2 separate regions of the Mus musculus genome follow, and region 2 is linked to region 1. The links are chromatin contacts, called in public Hi-C maps. All regions are on one chromosome and are shown on one strand. Each heading gives the region's core, a stretch centred on a gene start, on an enhancer-like site or on the middle of the called end of the contact. The rest is flanking DNA. Distances are from core to core; before and after follow the strand shown. Region 1 has its middle 26 kb from the start of Asic5. Region 2 has its middle 24 kb from the start of Map9.

Region 1 (3,005 bases), core at 321-2,820:
AGATTTCTGCGTTCGAGGCCACTCTGATCTACAAAGTGAGTTCCAGGACAGGCAGGGCTATACAGAGAAACCCTGTCTCTAAAAGCCAAAAAAAAAAAGATAAGAATACTCGACTCAATGAATGCAAATATGAAGGAAATAATCCAAATTATTGCTGTTCATTTAATTTCATTCTTTTTTTTTCTTTAGTTTTTTATTTATTTGTTGTATGTAAGTGTTCTGCCTGCATGTATGCCTGCAAGCCAGAAGGAGGCACCGGATCTCATTATAGATGATTGTGAGCTATCTTGTGATTACTGAGAATTGAACTCAGGACTGTTTGGAAGAGCAGCCAGTGCTCTTAACCTCTGAGTCATCTCTCCAGCTGTTTGGAAGAGCAGCCAGTGCTCTTAACTTCTGAGCCATCTCTCCATTTCATTTCATTCTTAGTTTGAAGTTGCCATTTTTGGAAACCTTTAATATTCAAAAGAGAAAGTGGAGATTACCTGCATAAAGTTTTCTATGTTAAATTTTACATAAAGTATATCCAAGTATCTGGCTAGATTTGCAGATCCATTGTTTTAGTGCAAGTAAAGGTTCCCTATTGCTCGCACGTTTTACATTTAGATGCAGACAATTTAAATTGCGATCGAAGAAGCTGGGGGACATTTATCAGAAAATGCATATGTTCAAAAGTCAGAGAAATTTAGACATTTCCATGAGAAGGAGATTATTCAGAAAATAGGAGAAATGAATGAAACATTGAAGTGCATACTGCCCCAGCAAACTAGCCTGCATAACTATGTTTAAGAAATAGCTAAACATGGTGCTTAGGACATGGTGTGATTGGTTTGTAAGAGATCATAAGGCAGTGATGTGTATTGAATTAAGAGTAAACACACACACACACACACACACACACACACACGTAGAATTCTTAAAAGAATTGCTTTCCTGGCCCTGGTGTTCCCCTGTACTGGGGCATATAAAGTTTGCAAGAACAAGGGGCCTCTCTTCCCAATGATGGAGTGAGTGGGTAGGGGAGCAGAGTGGAGGGAGGGTATAGGGGACTTTTGGGATAGCATTTGAAATGTAAATGAAGAAAATATCTAATAAAAAATTTAAAAAAAGAATTGCTTTCCAGCATTGTACCCCATGACATAATTAGCTAAGGAGCAATGTAGAGTCCTTAAGAGATTGTTATCATTCCAGGGATGAAGTCACAGGATAGGAGGTGGTGGAGGAGAAGACGTGAGAAATGATGGAGATTCTTTAAGAGTGACAGTAAAGTCCTGTGCTCAAGCAGCTAGTGTGTCCCACAAGGCTTGGTTATAACTGCCCCAGGTATTTCTTGCTTCTTAACCTGCAGCGTTAACTTAGCTATTAGCTCTGATAACCAACTCTACCAGCTCCTCACCTTCCAACTTCTGTTTGGATTTTCAGAAGTGGCCTTTGCTTCTTGGTAACACTAAGCTCACTGGTTTATTTATAAGTACTACCTCATTGAATTTCAGCAATAACTATGGCAAGTCATATGCCAACTTCTGAACAGAGACTATTCAGCATTTGTATCTAATTCCTGCCTCCCCAACATCGCTTTTGTGTCACTGTTACAAAACTCCTCTGGCGGTGGGAGGTGAAGAGTGTTCTGTACTCTAGCTGAGATTCTGCAGGATCTAAAAAGGGAGTCCCTTGCAAAGTTACTGCGACTGTCACAATGACCTTGTCAGCTTTCTCTCTCTGCCATGCTTTTTCAACCCTTGAATAGACCAGTTTTAGCATTTTTCTCCAGTGTTCCTATTATTCATCTTGTTTTCTAGTCATACAAGTTCTTCCATGTGTGAACTAAGATGTTTTGACCTTTATTTATTTGCACATATGACTCCTGCTGAGAAGGTAACCTACAGACTTCGGATGTTATATGGTCTATCACTTATTGATAAGAAGGGGCTTGGCGCTTGATTTTATATTCCTATCTGCTCCTGTTTGGGTCAAAACTACATGATTTGGGGGTGGCTCGTCGCTGTAATCATTCACCAGGGTTGCTCACACCACAGATTTCACAACGTTCTAGGAGGTTATTCAACTTTTCTCCAGGTAACATTTAAAACTTTCATTTTCAAGGACAAATATTTCATCCTCTCACCACTAATTCCCAAATAGATATCACTCCTACATTGAGATGCCAGCAGAACTGTCTGGATGCTGAGAACCAGTGTAAAGAGTTGGTCACCAATGTTCATTCGGAACAGTATCTTCCATGTCACGGTGTGTTAGTTCTCAGAACTTTGCTCTCTTGGTTACCTAGCAAGAAAGTGTGAAGGTGCCATGTGGTCAGGCAGGAAAGGCATCCAAAAAAAACAATGGAAAGAACGGGGAACTAGATCCATTTCGTTCCTGCTGAAGACTGATCGCAGGCCCTCAGACATAGTAAGCACAGGCTAACTGAACCAACAGCACTATTGTTCAGTGTATTAAAGAAAGCGTTGTAGCAATTCACCATCGAAGGAAGATTCTGAGTTGAAAGTAGGTGATTGCTTAAAGCATAATCAGTGGAATGGTTGAGTTTCTGTCGAGATTAAATAAACACATAGAAGTAGCTGGAGGAAAATGCTGAAGTGCTGTGTAGTCCCCTCTATAACACAGATCCAGTCCATTTTCAAGTACACTTAATTTATGAATCTGCCTGTACAGAAAATACAGACTCCTGCCCCCTCAAGTCAGTTACAATAAAGCCATCCAGAAGAAAGAAGAAAAGTACTATGGTTTAATGAAAGTAAAAATTCTGAGATAGTTCACAAAGCATGAATTATGTCTGCTAAATGGACAATTGTCTTGAGTACCTCTTGTTCTACCTTGGTTTTCTTCCTATGATAACAATACCATCATGAAAATAAACTAAAGAAAGGTTTATTTGACTTAAAATTCCAGATCACAGTCCACTTCTGAGTGGAAGTCAAGGCAGTACAACTTGAGGAATTGCATCTGCAGTTAAGAACAGCCAGAGCATAGGCAGCCATCTGAGT
Region 2 (3,005 bases), core at 307-2,806, 310 kb before region 1:
ATCATTATGTTTTTTTTAAAAAGAAGTACTATTCATTTCCTTTGCATGGAGAAAGATTCTGAGAGATTTTCCAATTCAATAAAAATTTTGTTAGCCAACGTAAATTTCATAAAAATCACCTTAGAAAAGTCTAAAGATCTGCCTCAGCTTACTGGTAAATATATGAATTTATTCTATACAACATTCTCCTCTGTGTCCCTCTCCATCTCAGTCTCCCTCTCCATTTCCCTCTCCATCTCTCCCCTTCTCTCTATAATTTGCCTATGAAAGTGTGGCTGATTAGTGGTAGGAAGAGTGTCTATCTACAGGTATATGTAGATTGAACATTGTTACAAGCAAATGGCTCTAATGTAAGGTTTAACTGTTTTCTGATTGGGCTAAACTGTTTAATCAGATAGTAAAGCCTTCCAGAAAAGGCCAGGGATGGGACACTATGTGATAATTAGACAGTATCAAGTATTCTGGTCTGTTCTTCCAGAGCAGGTGACTTAATAATAACTTCAAAAACATAGACAGAAGGATTTTGAATGTCTTGATATAAAGATCCAATTGAAGTTTCATTGCACTTAAACATGACAAAATGAAGAGATGTGTCAAAATGCCCCGTGGGACTCAACAAATATCTAGAATTTCTTTTCTTGTATGTTAAATAATTGCATGCAAGGAAATGTATTTGACCTGAAGCCCATATGAAGAAAGTGTGAATTATTGTATGTTTTTATACAGTGTTTATAGTTTGCACAGTTTTTATACTTATATTCACGTTTAGTAACTGTCTTTCTGGAATCTTCTCTTGACTCAATCCTGTAGGCACAATCACACCTTTCCCCGCAGTGAGGCCCCACTGCACTCTTCCTTGTAAAGCACCCATCTCTCTCCTGGATCATCCGGTTCTGAAGAGAGGAGCAGTGAGGAGGTGCTGACCTGGCACAGGGACGCTGGGTGAGTAGGCTGGGTAGCTTGCTGTGGGGCTGGACGGCTGTGGTCCAGCACTGTGCCTGATAGAAAGAAACTAGTGATACTGGAGCCTTACAGTTCAGACTGGATACTTTATACTCTAAGTTCTCCCTCTTTCACCAGCTCTGCCTTTGTTTGCCTTTTCATGTCCCATCTTCCTCCTACTTTCATTTCTTCCAATATATCTCCAACATTCATATGGAGACAATGTACCTCCAGAAGCTGACGTACTCAAATGTAAGCAATACTGCTGTATGTATTTTCTGTCATCCAAAATTTAAATGCAGTCTGAATTCTAACAGGAAGAGGTTTCTTAATGTCTCAAAAAGCTTCAGGAATTCCTATAAGCTCTCTCGCGACTCTAAAACATAAACAAAACCAAAACAAAATAACAACAGAAACACTTGAAAACATTTCCCTGGCCAATTGTTGAGCACACAACGTTTTTTTTTATTTCAACAGCGTGAACTTGTGCAACGGCAGCAGATAACCTCCAGGGGGCAGTATAACGCAATGCTGCAGCGACTGCGCCTGAGGAACAGTCGGTCATTAGTTCCTAGTTTTCTCTTTGTCTAATGAACCATTTCTAGGGGAAAGGTCTCTAAAGGAAAACAGAATTTGTCCTTTGACCATCTTTTTATTTTTGTCTCACTGCCGTGTACTAACGAAAAGAGCACATGCTACTTAAGTTTAGGATATCACGTTTAGGACTGAGAACGTAAGATTCCTGATTCAACAGAATTTCATTGCCTGCCTGCTTAGACGGACACCCACTCCCCCACCCCCACCCCCACCCCCAGCTCTGGAGAGGAAGGAAGAAGCACGGGACCCTGACATTTGCTCAGAGAATGGCAGACTTTGTCCTCTGAAATTCTAGTTTAGAGGTTTGCATAACTCAAAAAGGTCCTTTAATGTAGGATCATTTTCAGTGAGGACATCATGAGCCCACCAAGGACCAGAAACTAGGATCCCGACTCAAGAGCAGAGCCTGGGCTATGCTCACAGCAGACAACGCAGAGAACTCTGTCCCCTTTACTACACTCCAGACACTCAAGCCCAGGTGGCATTGCTGGGCTGCCATTACGTAGTCATTGTGATCACACAAGTTTGTTTGAAACTGTTGTTTTAAGAGGTTTTAGAAAAGTGCATTTAAACAATATCTTTTGATCTTATTACCCACCACCTCCTTTCAACTTTTACCAAACTGTTTTCTCTTTCTTTGTTCCCTCCCAACTTTATTTTTTTCTTCTTCATTATTATTATTATTATTTATTACTGAGAGTTATTGAATATTTCTAGTATAATATATAAAGATATTAAATGCAAATGAGTTTGAAAACCGGTATATTTGCATATCTGTTTATTAAAGATACTTTCTATGATATGTTCTGGTACAGATAAAATAAGCTTTTGTGTATTTAAAAGGAAAGATTTAAAGTATGACAGACTCTGAAGTTAGAGGAAGTGAGATGTGGAGAAGCAATGTCCTCTGAGCAATGCCTTCACTTGCTACATTCTGAGAAAGGTTGGAAAACCCACCGGTGTATAACATGTATAAAGCAAACCCGGCCAGGCTGCTGTCGTTCCCACTCTGTGTCTCAAGCTGCTATCTCTCTAGGCTTTTCCAGCTGTGCATCTCCTGTGCACTGAATAGAAGACCTAAGAAATACTTGGTTCTTCATATTAGCATAAACTAATTAATGCAAACCAAACAGATTTATCATGAAACTAATGAAGCGTAGGCTCCAGGGCCATCCCTTTCCAGGCTTTATGAGTTCTTAAGGGTTTTAAGGTCTTTGAGGAGGCAAAATATTACCAGCTAGTGCTTCTCATGTAAGGAGTCTTGGTAACTGCCTTAGGAGTTCTCAGGAAAAAGGGATTTTCTTTCTAAGGCATCTATAATTATTTAATTTATTTATTCATTTATTTATTTATTTATTTACTTACTTACTTAATTTACATCCCACTCACTGCTCCTTCTGTTGGTCACCCCTTCCAACAGTCCTTTTCCCTTCTCCCCTGGGTATGCCCTCTCCCTGGCACATCAA

What was found. A called contact is a pair of places that touch in the nucleus more often than the background predicts.
Region 2: a contact with region 1 is called in a Hi-C map of liver, with 6 times the contacts expected there. The contact joins two enhancer-like sites. A contact is called at or near these places in 1 of 15 datasets of contacts at CTCF or cohesin (CD8 T cells), 7 of 484 Hi-C or Micro-C datasets (the STO cell line, embryonic fibroblasts, embryonic stem cells and 3 more), 12 of 115 datasets of contacts at active chromatin or transcription factors (craniofacial prominence, embryonic basal ganglia, embryonic fibroblasts and 9 more) and 3 of 9 other capture datasets (adipose tissue, liver and pancreatic islet).

The regions. Positions count from the first base shown.
Region 1 is chr3:82,021,871-82,024,875 of GRCm38.p6, reverse strand. No RefSeq gene overlaps it. Among named protein-coding and RNA genes, the nearest start is that of Asic5, 26 kb to the right of the region's middle. Within about 2 kb of position 1,570, at least 7 of the 459 cell types and tissues checked have an H3K27ac peak or open chromatin away from gene starts, as enhancers often do. A contact at or near this core is called in liver, where this site is marked.
Region 2 is chr3:82,332,287-82,335,291 of GRCm38.p6, reverse strand. No RefSeq gene overlaps it. Among named protein-coding and RNA genes, the nearest start is that of Map9, 24 kb to the left of the region's middle. Within about 2 kb of position 1,556, at least 38 of the 459 cell types and tissues checked have an H3K27ac peak or open chromatin away from gene starts, as enhancers often do. A contact at or near this core is called in liver, where this site is marked.